Regions from separate parts of the Anas platyrhynchos genome. Here region 2 is linked to region 1. A link is a contact called in public Hi-C data. All regions are on one chromosome and are shown on one strand. Each heading gives the region's core, a stretch centred on a gene start, on an enhancer-like site or on the middle of the called end of the contact. The rest is flanking DNA. Distances are from core to core; before and after follow the strand shown.

The links. A called contact is a pair of places that touch in the nucleus more often than the background predicts.
Region 2: a Hi-C map of skeletal muscle shows a contact between it and region 1, with 2.2 times the contacts expected there. The contact joins two enhancer-like sites. A contact is called at or near these places in 2 of 8 Hi-C or Micro-C datasets (skeletal muscle and subcutaneous adipose tissue).

Annotation. Positions count from the first base shown.
Region 1 is chr6:22,571,456-22,579,197 of IASCAAS_PekinDuck_T2T, reverse strand. It overlaps VSTM4 (V-set and transmembrane domain containing 4), which reads left to right. Exons shown (of 8, transcript XM_038181084.2): 3 at 322-390; 4 at 1,925-2,032; 5 at 5,166-5,199. Among named protein-coding and RNA genes, the nearest start is that of VSTM4, 15 kb to the left of the region's middle. Within about 2 kb of position 2,952, at least 4 of the 8 cell types and tissues checked have an H3K27ac peak or open chromatin away from gene starts, as enhancers often do.
Region 2 is chr6:22,615,361-22,623,102 of IASCAAS_PekinDuck_T2T, reverse strand. The region is part of intron 6 of TMEM273 (transmembrane protein 273); the gene reads left to right. Among named protein-coding and RNA genes, the nearest start is that of TMEM273, 12 kb to the left of the region's middle. Within about 2 kb of position 4,607, at least 2 of the 8 cell types and tissues checked have an H3K27ac peak or open chromatin away from gene starts, as enhancers often do.

The DNA.
Region 1 (7,742 bases), core at 1,703-4,202:
AGCATGCTTAAACAATCTAGCTGGGAGAGCAGAGAGGGTTTTGAACAGCGGGTGATCCAGCAGTCAGAGCATTTGGATTCTAGTACCAGGTTGTACAGCTGTTATGACACAGCAGATGAGATTTGATGGAAGATATTTTTAGTAATGCCATTTTATAACTGCAGTGTTTCATTGAAGGATAACTGTCCTGTGAGATCAAGTAAGACCTTGATGCACCAATGTGTAAGGCAGAACTATATTTACTCTGAGTGATCCCAACATGTTCTGCTGTGTGTTTTCAATTCTTGTTATGTCCTCTTTTTTTTTTTTTTTTTAAACCAGTGATTTCATCAAAAACTTCTGATGATCCCACTTTCAAGAAAAACCATGAAGCTTGGAAGTTTTTTGAAGGTAAGACACATCTAACTGCTACATACAAGATGCTAGTTTGGCCAAACTCTACAGTACAACTCAAGCGCCCCCCAACAGGCCCAGTTTTGCATGTTCCTGTACAAACTCAGGCCTTGCCTCAGAAGGCATCCCACAAACTACAATGGGTGCTGGCAAAAAGAGAATGGAAGTCTTCAGCTCCACTTTCTTACATGTTTGTTATGGTCAATGGGAGAGTGGCCTGCACCTGGCTGGTCATGCAATGCAAATGCAAACCCTCATCCAGGAGGGTGCTGAGCATGAGATACCAAGCACTGTGCACTCCCCCCAGCCTTTGAAACTGCTCACAAACCATGCTCTGCACTGAGGGAGCAGCTTAAAGCTCCCGGGAGTTTCAAGGCAAGCAGTATTTTCTGTTTATTAGGGAACATCTATTCCAAGAGGCTGAAATCCAGAACCTGCATGCAGCTGGGATTTCCTCCACCTCCTCCCACCCCAACCCAGAGCACCAGTGAAGCACCAGCCCAACATTTGCAGCCACTGTGCTGCACTGCCTGACAGGCAGCACTGCTTGCTCAATTCTGCAGAGAGCCTTGCTGCTCAAACCACAATTTACACACTATATTGTTGTACTGTGTACGGGGAGATGTAAACGAAGCACAGAACTGTAGGTCAGGGGTCTGGTTCCAGCAACGCTATTTTCTACAAGAACACTTGACCTTTGAGGCTTGGTTTCCTCTCTGTAAAGTGGGAAAGAAGCCAATATACATCCCTAAGGACATTTCAAGACATTAATGGGTAGAGCATCCTTGAAGTGCTCTTTTTAGAGTTCTAGTAAAAGCAGAAATAAGTCATCAAAGACTTAGCCTTCTGAAAAAAATACTCTGTCTTGATCTCCTGTGGTAGAAGTGCTGGCCCCTCCAGTGGGAATGTGTTATGGGACTTGACTGACAGCTATAAGGGGAGACTGAGGCTGTAGGTTGAAAAATAAAGAAAATGTATGGATAAAAAATTCAAGCCAATGCTGCCACCAAAAAAAATAATATAATAAAATAAAAAAATAAACAGCAATCACAGACTTCCTTCCTTCTTCCTCAGCCACTCAGCACTCCCCCATCTCTCCCTACTGCCACTTTTAAAATTTGTTTTCATGTCTTTATTTTTAAACTAGTACAGCTGTTTGAACTGGGAAATAATCCAACTGAAGTTCTTTTGGTTTTGTTAGCCACACCAAAAACACACACAAGCAAACCCAAACAAACAAAAAAAAAAAACCACCACTACAACAACAACTACCAAAAAAAACCAGCCTTCTCCTCCCTCCCAAAAGCAAGCCCTCATAAATACACCTATTAGTGCTTATAGAGACTTTATCCAAATTTTAAACTGAACAGGATATTGTATGAAAATTTCAAGAATGTTAATTATTTCTGAACTGTTACCTAATTCTTTTGGGTCACGCTCTATTTAGGTCTTGTTGAAATAATATTTTTCTATCTTGTAAGCATGAAACGTACAGCAGCAACATTGAGCATCACCTGTGCTTGCCTTTCAGATCTGTACGTGTATGCAGTGTTTGTGTGCTCAATAGGAATCATCAGTGTCCTCCTTTTCACGCTTGTCATTCTCTGTCAGTCACTTCTGAACAAGAGGAGATCCACAGGTGAGTGAAATGTCATTCTTGCTGGCTGCAAGATCCTTACCAAAGAGGGAGAGCGGGAAAGGACAATGGAGAAAATGCAGGAAATAAAAGTATTTCCTTGTTTTTATTTTAAATTAAAAAATAAAATAAAATAGGAAAGACTGCTTTATTTCTTCCAGAAAAAAATGGAATTTTCTTCCACAGAGTAACTAGAACAAAGGCCTTTTGTTCCCCTTGAATAGCTATTTCACTTTACATTTGCATCGTACTTTTTCAGAACCCTTCAACTTTTCTTAAACATAAATTGCAGGTTGTTGGGACTTTCTTCAAAGACCACCAAGTTCTACATCATTAAATTGCATTCTGATCAGATCTAGCCAGCATTTTGCAGGAGTAACATTTCTGCAGACATGTTTAAAGGGGCTTCAAAGCAATTTTCTTTTGTTCCATTTTCTTATCCATTCCTGACTAAGCTGTCAACATTCTTGGGAAAGTGTGGGTGTTATTAGCACTCTCTCATTTGTAGCGTGCTTTGAACCTAAAGCATCATTTTATCATTCAGATGTGTATTTTCACTATAGTCTTTCAAGACCAAGGATTACCATTTCATCCTTCTCTTTCTCAGGTTTTTCAAAGAGGCTAAACCTGCATGAAAGCAGCCCTGTTATAACTAAAAGTGCTATTTCCGATCTGTGGAATAACCAGTGCAGGCTCTGCTTTCATTTCAGTTTAAGAATGGTATTTTTTGGAGACCTCACACTGTGATAATTAAAATACCAGCATGTTTAGCAGCCATCATGCTAGAGGAAAGTGTAAAGACCATCTCTGAACAGAAGCTGAAAAAGAGTTTGGTTAGTGATTTGTCCTGTGAATGACAGGAGAGAATCGTGACTTGTTGCCTCTTCAGCACTACACACATACCACAAAGGAATGCATGACTCAGATACACAAGGAAGAAGACACGTAAGCCAAAACATAGATGTGTACAGAAGTCCTTGCCTGACCACAACAGTATTTCAAGCTGTGGCTCTGTTTTCCTGGTAGTGCCCTCAGTAGAGTAAACTCCAGGTCTATCTGAACCAAAGAACTGTGCTTGCCAAGAGGAAGAAATAGGATCAATGTTATTCTTCCTACCCTGGTAAGTGATGACAAATGCTTTGTGCCAAGGGAGTACCCACACTTAAGTGTGTTGGTCATGGTGAGTCACCCTGAAGCCACAAACACTAGACACACTGATTTATCCTGTTTTTTCTCTAAAAGACATTGGGCTAGATTTTGCTTCTGTTTGTGTTTATTTACAGTAGCACAAGTGAATGACCAGGTTAGAGCTCTCTTCACATCCAGCCAACACAAGATAATTATAAACAGAATATAGAATAAGCATATACAACAGACAAAAATAATTTATTCTGAGCTAAACCCTTTCTTCACTACTCTAATATCTGAATAATTGAAGTCTTAAACAATTTTTTATTTGGATTTTGTACACTATCCAGTAAACACTGGCAGCATTAAACTTATGGTTTCAATGGAAATATAACAGAATAAAGCTTAATAGATGGCACTCGGTATTCAACAGATTTTATCTATCTATAGGCCTTTTGCCTAGGGCCAGCTGGTCAGAGCATTCTCCCAAAGCAACGTTAATCAGCTCAGCATTCAGTTAAGCAGCAGGGAATTAAAGCAGCAGTGCTCTCTCCTTCAGACTGTTAGAATAAAGCACTTTTCCTCAAAAAGTGTTATCTTACCTTCTTTCCATCTGTGGTACTCTGTACCTCCATCCTGGGCTGGAGTGGGCAGATCCTAGTGTTCAGATGAAAGGAACCTTCAGCAAAATCCTGAAGCTAGTCATTGAGGAAGGGAGCAGGGCACAACACGGCAATCTCCAAGAGCTTCACCCCGAGCCTTCAGGCCAGCTCCAGGCACAGCCTTCTGCCACCTTCAGCGTGGTGATTGCCACACCATCTTCCTCAGAGGCCCTCCGAGAGATACCTGACTCTCCTGTTCCCCTCAGGGCCCAAGAGAACCAAAACCATCTCCATACCTCACCTGCTGGGTAAATCTCCATGAGAAAAATTACTGTTTCCAGTCACCCCACCCATGTGTTCTTCATGAACACACCTGAAGAAAATCATGGAGACACCAACAGCTCTGTCCACTCTCCCACCATCCCCTCTCCAGCTTCCTCAGCCCTAACACCGTATGTATTTAAGTCCAAAATACAGCCTGTAAGGAACTATTCAGCTTTCTTATAAGGGATACTTCAGGTAAGTCCAAATGTGAAAGTTTTCCTGCACAAAGGGGCATAATTCTGTAAGTGCCCCATTGTCTGGTTTTCAAAGCCTTTTAAAGAATGGAGAAAATTAAGATGCAGGGGGTTACCTATGTTACATTACACTTCACACCACGACTCGGGGCTGCTCCCTCTTTTGTTTTAGAGAAATAAATTGGTTCTAGTTTAACTAGAAGAGCCAAAGCCTCTCCTCCTGCCTGCATCTCTCCATGCGATGCAGCTTGGGCAGAGCCAAGCCACAGAAGAGCATCTTAATAACCCTGGCTCCTGAAAGGCTGCAGGAGGGAAGCTGCCCTTGCTCGGGCTACTGATTCACAGCATTATGAAGCAGGAGGACTTACACAGCTCACACTCATGCAGTCAGAGATGGCACTGGCCAGACTGGACTTCCAGTCTGATCCCAGGAGGCAACCCCTAAATGCCTGAGGCTTCAGGCTAGCCTACATTAGGAACAGCAGCAGCTCCTGTAGCTGCATGGTTTATTTCAGGCTTCTGGAAATAAACAGAGGCACCACAAGGGAAATGAAAGTCCTCAAAGTAAAATTACTGGCCTGCTGTGCCTCTCCTTAGCAAGATGTCTCTTGTCTGGGCTGACCAGGGCTGACCACTGGAATGTGAGCTGCCCAGCACTTCCACAGCAGATTTTTGCTATTTGATGCATTTCCCTCTCCCAAGTGTAGCTGTCTTTGAACCTGACTACATTTTAATTCACAAAATATGGTGATCGTTAGCAGCTCTCCCAGTGTGACAACCTGGCTCCTCCACAGTCCCAGGAGCGTAGGTCTACCTGCAGTGTCCATTTGTAATCCATAAACTGTACCAGTGTGAAGCCACATTTTCTTTCTTTCTTTTCTTTAACAGTGAAGCATTACCTGGTGAAATGCCCCCAGAACAGGTAGGAGATTACAATTCTCTACTATAACCCAAGGCACCAGTTCTGTTTTGGTTTTGCTGTGTATGCTGAAGATGAGTAATGTTTTCCAAAATGCCTGCATGAAGATAAAGAGTCCCAGGTCCATGACTCATGGATGTACTTGAAAGCCAACATCTGCCATGCATGACAGGGGAGATCCACCTGTGCTCTCTCGCTGTAGGTCCTGCTTCAGTGACAAGCCTTTTCATGAGGCTCTGAATTGCTTTCTGGAGAATCCTGTTGGGTTTCCCAATACCTGTTACAGCTGGTAATGACATAAGCCATCCAACTACATAAAGCACACAATGTTACCCAATAATTCCTGCACCCAGAACCAGGAGTGAGGCTCAGAAGCATGTTTTTTTGGCCCACAGTCTAATCCTAGCTGAAGACTCCGAGTGATGGGAAAAACGCTACTTCTGCTGCAGTCATTAATCACTGTTCCTTTACATACCACTGACTGCCAGAAGTTTTTGATTGTGTGGTAGTATAAAGCTGATTTCCAGTGTATGAGCTTCTTGAGATATAAACTGTGCTGGAATGGCAGTAAAGGAAAGATGACAAAAGTACTTTACAAACAAAAAAGATTAAAGAGGGATGCCTCATAATGCAAAAGAACATCTGTTTCCCAGTTTTCAGTGACATAAAACACGTTTCTGGCCATGTAGTTCAAATCCAGTATTGCTTGGTATCACAGATACTATTTCTCATAGTATCTTTTTAGCACCAATTCAGTGCCAAGTATAGCATGTCCTAGATCCTAAACTAGTGTATTTTTTGGTGCATTTTCATGGGATAATCACTGTATTCATTCTAACCCACACTCGGATGTAAGGGAAGTCAAAATAAAGCTACAGAGAGTTCAGGCGAGGTCAGTACAAACTGAAACTTTCATGTTATTCTTGAAAGATCTTTGTTTTGTGACCCTGACCAGCCATTACACCACACCAAAAATTTACAGAGACAGCTCAGCAGTTTTCATTTTTCCCTGAATGTTTTTTCTTTTTCCTTCTTTATTAGCTACTAGGACAAACTTAGAACTAAGGAAAAAAAAAAAAAGTGGGGGAGGAAATCAAAGGAAATCAAGATTGTTAGAGAACCCAAAGATAGGGGAAAAATGAGACTGATTGAAAAGATGAGAGTCAAAACTAGTGAAAAAATTGAACATGGCAGTCAGATAAAAAGACTCATAGTATACAGAATCTGCCTGTCTGGGCGTACGTGATATGGTAGTGATACCACTGAAAATGCTAAACTTGGGAGCTGAATATCAGGGTGGAAACAAGCCAATATGATTTCTTCACTTTAAAATGGAATCTTAGGAAGTGAAAGAAGTGCATGACTCTATATGGCTAAAAATTGTGGCTTAATGTATTTTAGTCTGGTAAGGTATGCTAGTGAAAACCCTGATCCTACAAATGCTTGTCAGAAGTGCACTGACTTCAAGGCTTTAAAATAAGTACCTATGAATGTGTTACCAGTAATATGCTTTCTGCTGTGTTTCACAATTACTACCTTTTATTTTCTACCCTCTACTCAAAACACAAACTATTAATTCCTTTGAACTCGTCAGGACTATCTCTATACTTGAAGTTAAGCAGAACTGATATTAAACATGCTATGAGCCACATCTGATGCAAAACATTTGTTTTCATTCTTGTGCTTCAAGGCATCACAAAATCTGAATGGCAAGTAAATCTTGTATTCTGGCTTATCCAGATGTGCTACTGCTAATAGGTAAACCCACTGAAAGGAAGAAGATGCAATTGCATAAGCTGGCACTGGTCACTTCGAGCTGAATGCCAGCAGTGTGGCAGCAGTGCTATGGTCACACAATGACAGAATTTAGAAGCTTGGATACAATTTGAAGTATTAGAAGATATGAGAGGTATGTGACAGCTTCATCCACCTACAATGCAAAACCCAAGAAACCCCATCAGTGTTGCCAGATCAAACCAGAACCTAAAAGGCTGGACCAGATCTCATTTGTGCACTTGGCATAAAGGCTGCATTTCAAACAATCTTTACCTGCCCCTAACAAGTATTTGTTAGCTCATCTTGGAACTTAATTCAAAATGTTCAGGCCCCAAACCCGGTGCCTAAATGCCCATTAAGTCAATGTGATGAACAAATTTGCACGAGATTCTTGCCACTCAAAATGGCTCAGCCTTGCTCAGCTCCAACTCCCTCAGTGACATTTCAAACTGAGAGCAGAATCAAGTTTCCAAATTACATTAATAGTCTGGTGTCTGGGAATCGTCAGCACTCCCACTGCAGTAATACCTAAGCATCTTAAAATATTTCATGTCTTGACATCATAATGATGGTTTTACTTAATTGGAAATTGAAGCACAAATTACTAAGTGATTTGCCCCGGGTCTCACAAAATGGCCTTGGTAGAAAAGAAAGTGCCTGAGTAAAACAACATGAAACAAATGTTTGGGTTTTGGTTCACTGATTGACCAACAACAAATAAAGGGGAAAATGAGTTAACCAAAACCCGTTTCTAAAAATAAATAACTAAA
Region 2 (7,742 bases), core at 3,358-5,857, 42 kb before region 1:
TTCTCAGTGACCTAAGAAAAGCCTTTTGGCCTCTCTCAGAGAGGTGGATAGAAGTGCTAATAGGCACGTCCTCATCAGTCATTCCTCACAGAGGCAACACAACATATGCAAACACTCAGTTTAACATCAAGGCAAGGACAGTCTTTGCAGAAAGTATTGTAATGCTTTGCCTAACAGAGAAAGGCCCCAGCACGGAGCATCTGTTGTTTGCCCAAGGGGGCGCTTCCACAGCCTAACACAGCTAACTGTCACAAACCCCGTTTCCTTTCTCATCACACACTGTGTTCAGTCTCTTCTCTTACAAGACACTCATTCACGCTTTCTGTGTATCAGCCTTAAAGTAAATTAGGACTGCTGTAGAACCAAAAGACAGAGCATAGAGCACCCAGTAAGGTGTTTCTGGTGTGTTAAGGACAGTACAGACACAGCAACAAATGGGGAGGGAGAAAGAAAACAGAAATCTCAGAGACCAGACTCAGGAGAATGGGAGGAAGGGGACAAAGGCAAGGAGAGACACGAAAGGCAGTAGATTTACTGCCTGGATCAAATACAGATGGCACTATCTGTGAGGTTCCTAGTTGCATGTTAAACTTGGGATCTTAAGGCTGGAAGTGTGACGCAGTACACACTGCACATTCTGCCTTAGAAACACTGACACAAATTTAGAGAAAAGCTGTAATTCCACAGTATTTGGGGACAAAACTAGGTATCCTAAAGATGACTTTTTTTCCTGTGTAGTGGAAAACAACTAGAAATCCACCATCTTTTCTTAGTCCATTTTACTTTTCAACAGTACTGTGGCATTTAGTAGTTTATTAACAAGTCTTTGTTCTTGTTCACTTCAAGGCATCTATGTACTACCGCTTAGTGGATTTTTAAGGGATTCTATAATACAGATGCTAATCTGAGGAAACAAAATAGTCATTTACTGGTCTTAATGAAACCATTGGTTTGTAGTATAAAATAGTTAATACCTAATGTGATCCTCAGTAACTAACAAAAACATAATTAATTATTGTTTACCTACTGTAAGGATGGAGTAGTATGACTGATACAACAATGCTGCAAATAATACAAACACATAATTTAGGCTCTAAAGAATTTACAGAGAGATTATAGATGAGAAAGTTAACAATATTACCTATGAAAATCAGATATCCTTGCAATATCATCAAGTTTTAGAAAGGAAGTTCATATGGTGGCTTGTTCTATAAACAAATATATGCTCTTCCACATCTCAGATGATGCAAACCCAACTTATTTGTTCTTTGCATTATCATTTTTAAATCCAAGCAAACTACTCGCAGAAATCAAAGGGAAATTCAGTATACAAGATCCAATGTCCTATTTCATCTTTCCTCCTAACCTTTAGAGGAAGACCTTTCCATAGGACTCTCATCCATGTTGACATCTCTTCTTTGTAGGACAAAACTTTAACCACAGAACAGTGGGAAATGACATGTTTCAGTTTCCAACATTCATCATTTAAATGGTTGAGGTTGCTTGTATATCTCTGCAAGGAGATGTATGGGAGGTAGATGTTCTTAACAAAAACAAACAAGCAAGCAAAAGTAACCCTCCAACCTGATTTTCCAACCTGAACATCGATTTCCTGAAAACAGCATTGAAATATTACCTGATAAGTACTCATCATGATTAAGTGCTACAGTGTCACAAATACTAAGGAGTTTCCTCAAGAATATCCAAGCTATATGTTCATTTTTATCTGATTTATTTTTCCCCATAGGTCAAAGGGATAGCTTCCCATTTATTCAGGTCAGTGGAGAGATGTGATAATTAGATCTAACCTAATTTTCACTACTTGCTTCACTACCCTGGAGATTCTAATTCATGGCATTTTTAGGACAGTGGTTCATCCCGGAAACCCTTTTGATAATGCAAAGTCCTCTATCAGAAATTACTTAGTCCTAGATTTATTCCAATCAATCATAAAACCATCCTGAATCCCTCAGCTATACAGGCAACCTGAATCCCTCAATGATAATCAGGATATCACCCCTGTAGGACTGGAAAGGAAAACTGGCATATCATCCACAATCAATTTAATTTTCTACTTCACCACTGATGATTATTAGTGTTTGTTCAGGGAAAAACAAAACAAACTCCACCACTTTAATCCACCTGATAGAGCACTTGCTGAATTCATAATAAGCCAAATTTTGTTTTAATTTTCACACTGTTATTGCCACAAGTGCCTCAAGTCATTCAATTTCTCCCTCTAACTGGGATATACTCTGAGTGGGAGTATCACAGCCACATACACGAATCTCCATTTATGCTAAAGCCCCTATTAGCTGAAACTGAACCTAGCCAACACATTGCAAAATCACGTTTCCCACTGAAATAAACATTCTTATATGTTCCCCTTGACACTTTCCCAAATCCTTAAAACAGAAGTGTTTCTAGACCCAAATCATACTGTCAGCTCATTGTGAAATAATTAACATTCACCACTCTATCCAGGTATATAACATTGTGATTTAAACAATCAATTCATAATGGGATGTCCTTAAACTCAATGGGATATTTACTAACACTTGAGAAGAGAGAGAGCCTTGAGGCAAGCTGCTGTCAGCTAACAAAATAGTAATTTAGATGTCAACTGACTATTATTTAATGTCCTTTTTTTTAATTAATAGCTCATGTCAGTTTCAAATGCCATCTTGGTGTAAGCTTGGTAAATTATAATGCCTAAAATTTCATGCAAGTTTAATGTATTAATAAAAATGTCTGGGCACATTTAATGCTGGCAATATTTTGAGTTAACTACAGTGTATGGCAGCCAGATTTATTTTGACAGAAGGAGACAAAGAAAGAGGCATGCAGAGACAAGGAGAAGGATGGAGAGACAGAGAATGTATACTAAAAAGGAAAAGGCATGCATTTTAAGCTTGCTGTAGTAGCAAAAACTAATCTGTTTCCTCAATACATCCTGGGGAACAACACATACCAAAACTCCTCATGCAATTCTCTGGGTTCTGCAGGCCCCCATGGAAGTCATTCAGCATAAGATCAGGTTTTAAACGCAACGCACAAACTGTACTGATACATGAGAGGACAGAAGGAGCTTGGGAGCTGCACAGGCCCAGTGCCAAGTATAGTGCTGATTTTCTTTTGATATCTGAAGCGATATCTAGATGTTCTCTTGAGTTTTACCACTGGATTTCTTCCAAGTGACTGACTCTTCTTTGCTGAACTTGCCCTGTGAAACACAAGGTAATCTTGCAAGTCAGAGCAAATGGCAGAGGGCTTGGAACTAAACTAGGTTCATCTCTAAGGTTCTTTTTGAATGAAAACAACTCAGCTGAGTGTTATAGCCCTTGCATTATCCTCAGCTAGCGGAGCTCTCCCAATGGGTTGTAGCAGGCCATGCCTACTGACAGGGAAAGCCCTCTTATTTCCTTATCCTGACATATCTGTGCACTCCAGGCACAAGCAATGCACCTTTCTGGTTATGTTAGATTTTTGTAACTGAGAGTCATGCAGTGAGCAAGATCTGGATGGTAATATACTTAAAGACAATAATTAAAACCAGCTCCATGAAAGAAAATTCTCCTTTCTTCCCACATCTTCATGAAACAGGATGTTTCTTCACCAGTAGTACATTTCATAATGGCACATGACAGTGTATTCCTCATGTGCATGAGGGTTATCCACAATTCCCATGGAAATCCAGGATGCTGGTGTGCAGCCCACAACCACTTGCATCTCCAGCCCAAAGGTGTTCTATAGAAGACAATGTACAGAACATCATATTTAGTTTTAGCAACCTCAGTTTCAGTTCAATGAGTGGAGCCTACAGTGACGGGCCTGCCATTCTTCACTGGACATTCCTGTTTAACAAGAGAACAACAATTGAAGAGTGCAACAAGTGTTTCATACAAACTGTGTGTGACTCTCCAAGCTGCTGGCAATCTGCAAAGGGCCTTCAGCTGAGGTAACTCTTGAAGCCCCTGTGAAATTATACCCTTTGAGGCTGATGACACAGAGTTCAAAGTCATGGCTCATTGCTTCCATTTAAACTCCCTCTCTGAAACTAAGGAGAAACAGTCATCTCATCTTGAAAGCCTCTGGTCTCCACAACGTCTAACTCTAAAAATATTGCTATGGATTAACAGGAAGTGAAACCATCCACTTGGAAAATATAAATATCAGAGATGGATGGCATGACAAAAACTAGGTTTGGACAATTAAGTGCAAGTGTGAATGTTGAGGTGCAGTTTCTTACAGAAAATGTATAGATTGCAGAACCATCACCACCAATATGTTTGAGTTAAGATCCTTTTTCCTATCATTTTGTCATGTTTGCACCTATAACCAGCTGCACAGACAGGCAGAAACTGCAAACATAACAGAGCTGATCTAAACATTTCAGAGCTTTCAAGCAGGCTGAGAGTCAGAACAAAAAGTCTCCTATTAGGAGCGGAGAACAGTTCTTAGTTTCCTTTTGATCTAAATAGTCCAGATTGGCCTATAATGCTGTGAACTGTGGAATGCATCATTTGCCAGACAGGAAGCCAATCAAGTAGACATGAGTCATACCACAGATACTATTAGCTGCAAATCAAAGATACGCTAATCACTGGAGTCTGAGCTCACAAAGCTAGCTGGAGACCTTGCTCTGATGTTAGGGTACAGAAAGCCTCTGTGAAAAAGCCACAAGGAGGAGACCTTTGGAAAATGGGGTCAAAGTTCACAAATCAAAATTGTTAAGTAAATACACATTTTAGAAGAGACCTTGCCCTTGTCCAAATGTGTCACTGAAAGAGCAGTGCTCAAGGAAAAAGGATTAAGACCTAGAACAGAGACTACACAAGATGCCGGGCGCTGAAATGCATCGCAGCAACTCAGATACTGCATCAGCTATTCACATGTAACACTATACATTCGCTCTGCAGCCAGGGAGGGATACTGTCTCGGTCGCTCTACTATCCATTGAAATTGTATCTGCTTAAGATGCAAACACATACCGCTGCTGTACTATAGGCAAGTTCATGGGAAAAGTACATGAAATAGCAAGATGCTAAAAATATATCTGCAAAGCAACTCTCTTTTATACAGTTACTAATCAGAGTAACTACGATGTCTTCTCCAGAGAAGATTTTTTTACAAAGAGAAGATGAAACAGGGATGGGCATTGGTTGTTTTAAGCCACACTACAGCAACTTTAGTGAACTTTAATTACTTTTCAGTGAAGTAATTTTCTCCTGCGGAAATATGTCAGCTTGGAAGTAGACATTTTCTTTGCACTGATCTGACATTTGGAGATGTTTCCCAGTCATGAGGTATTTCACTTTTCAGCTTAGAAATACCTAGTACAAGGCTAGCTCATATGTAGCATTTCATTCAAGCTGTGGCCTTCATGCTAAGGCTCCCATTAAGAAGTTATTACAGGATTTATTCAGACATCTTTGTATATGTTACCAATCGGTGCTGCAGTTCCTCTCTACAGAAGCTGAGACCACTTCAAAGTAGCTTTCTCATGCATATTTGTAAACATCTGGTAACAACAGTAGTGAGGCACCAGAGGGAAAAGAATTAGCCATAACCTTCATCCACCCATTCTCTCTGAATTGTCAGTAGTCCAGGCAGGCCTAACTTCCCTAGAGTCCCTGAGGTGCCTGCATCTATCATTATTTTCCTAAAACAAGCTTCTCTTTTCTTCTGCTAGGAATATTCCTTTTAAACTCTGATACCCAGTGTCTTTTCCTGGAGAAAATCAGTCATTCAGTAGAATCTTTGACACCTCTGGGGTCACCAGTTTGAATGTTTTCTCTCATCACTCAGCAATATATACCCTGAACTGTTGTTTCCCTTACCACTCATTTTTTCCTCCAGAAGCCTTTCATTGTCCCATTCTTACATTCTCTATAGAACCCAATCATCAGGTCAATATATGGTTTTCATAAATAATTAGAGGTTTACAAATAAGGAAAAACAGAGCCAACAAAGACACAAAAAGTGATCTCAGCAAAAATGTCTGTCTAAACTTTCTTGCAAATATATATTTCCAGAAACAAACCGTAAATACCTGTTCTGTGTTAAGGCAATGGTCACCAATAAACAGGATAATAAATTGGCTTTTCTACCTGATTCTGTCACTTTCTTGTCTAGCAGAACTTGTTCTTCTGAACAACCTTGGGCAAGTTACTTTGGCTCAGGTTACCCTTTCCATAAAATGAAATTAATCTTTATTATTGCACACTTCAAAAGCAAGGACACTAAGCTTTACACTGTGCTGAGAACACCAGACTTTAAAAAGCAGCACTAAGCTATTCTATAGGTAATCTTCAGACCCTCAATTCCTTTCAGCACCATTTTTGAATGGCAGGACTACTTCATATACAGACACATACACAGAGAGGCAGTGTTATATATACACATACATATAGCCCAGACTGTTCGGGTGAGATTAATTCATTAAGCCCCTTTCCAGGATACTGCACTGATGCCAGCTATGAGCCTGATGGGCAGAGCCACACTTCTGGCTATTTTTCGCTCCTTCCTGGCCACTTTCCACATTCTCTGGGAGAGCATCTGCCCCAGGACGCTTGTGCTCTCATCAGATCTGGGGGCTGCATTTGCAGTTGACCTTTTCACAGCTGCCAAATGGGGAGGAATCCTTATTCCTTCCTCCTCCTCTGCACAACTGTTTGAGGCTAGTCTTGAATAGCTCTAAGTCATTTGATTGTAAGAGTTGGTCCCAAACCTGCTGAGTCAGGAGAATGCTTTCCTGGTAATATTCAGACACCTGTCAGAGGCAATTCCTTCCACAGCCATCATGGTCTCTGCTGTCAAACTTGCTGGTGTCACTGACTCCAGCAATAACTGAGTACTCTGCCTTTGCCTGGAGCTGCTGCAAATCTGGATAAAAGTTCAGAAGTGTTTCTGGAAGACTTATCTTGGCTGCTGCCAACATGCACCTGGGGTAACTCAGACCCTGGACACCACAGGGCAGAGGGCTCCTGCTCCCAGGGAGAGCCCATCCACCACCCAGAGCAAGCAGCTTTGTGCTGACTAGGGCAAGGCAGAGAGGTGACAACATGAGATTAGCTAGCAATGAAAGCTGCTGTCATAGCTTAGACAGAGATTTAAAAACAAACTAAATCAAGACCTCTGAAGCGGGAGGCTTAGCATGCCAGAGGTCTCAACCAGAAAAGAACAGCATCAATCAGAGCTCCTGCATATTCTGACTCACAGAAGGCACTGTATCCTATTGAATTTCTGGATAAATTCACACTGAACATCAAAAGAGGACTCTCTAATTTCAGATGGATTCCTACAAACCTTTTCCCAGTGACTTATGAAAAAATAATATTATTTATAAGTCCTTTTTTAAGATCATGTATATAGTGTGTCAGGTCAGTTTATTTCCATTCCCTGATCTCTTAATCTCATAAAGTTCTGCCCTGAAGAACCAGTACCAGGTATCAGCAAAGCTAAATCTGTCTTTCTTCTGATTGCTGCTTATAACCACCCACCTTCATTCTCCATGTGCATTTCTGTACCGGGTCTGGCTAGGTACCAAAACTTAACAGCCTGGTGTCAGAGAGCTGAAAGAAGTGAGCAATATCACTAAATGCAACACAAAAGGCTACATATGCTTGGGGATCCATGGACTGTTTCTGAGGGGTTCACAGAAGTTTAAGGACCTAAAGACTTTTCATACAGGTTTAAACTGAGCTTAAATACATTTCACAGAGGACCACAGCTTCAACTGA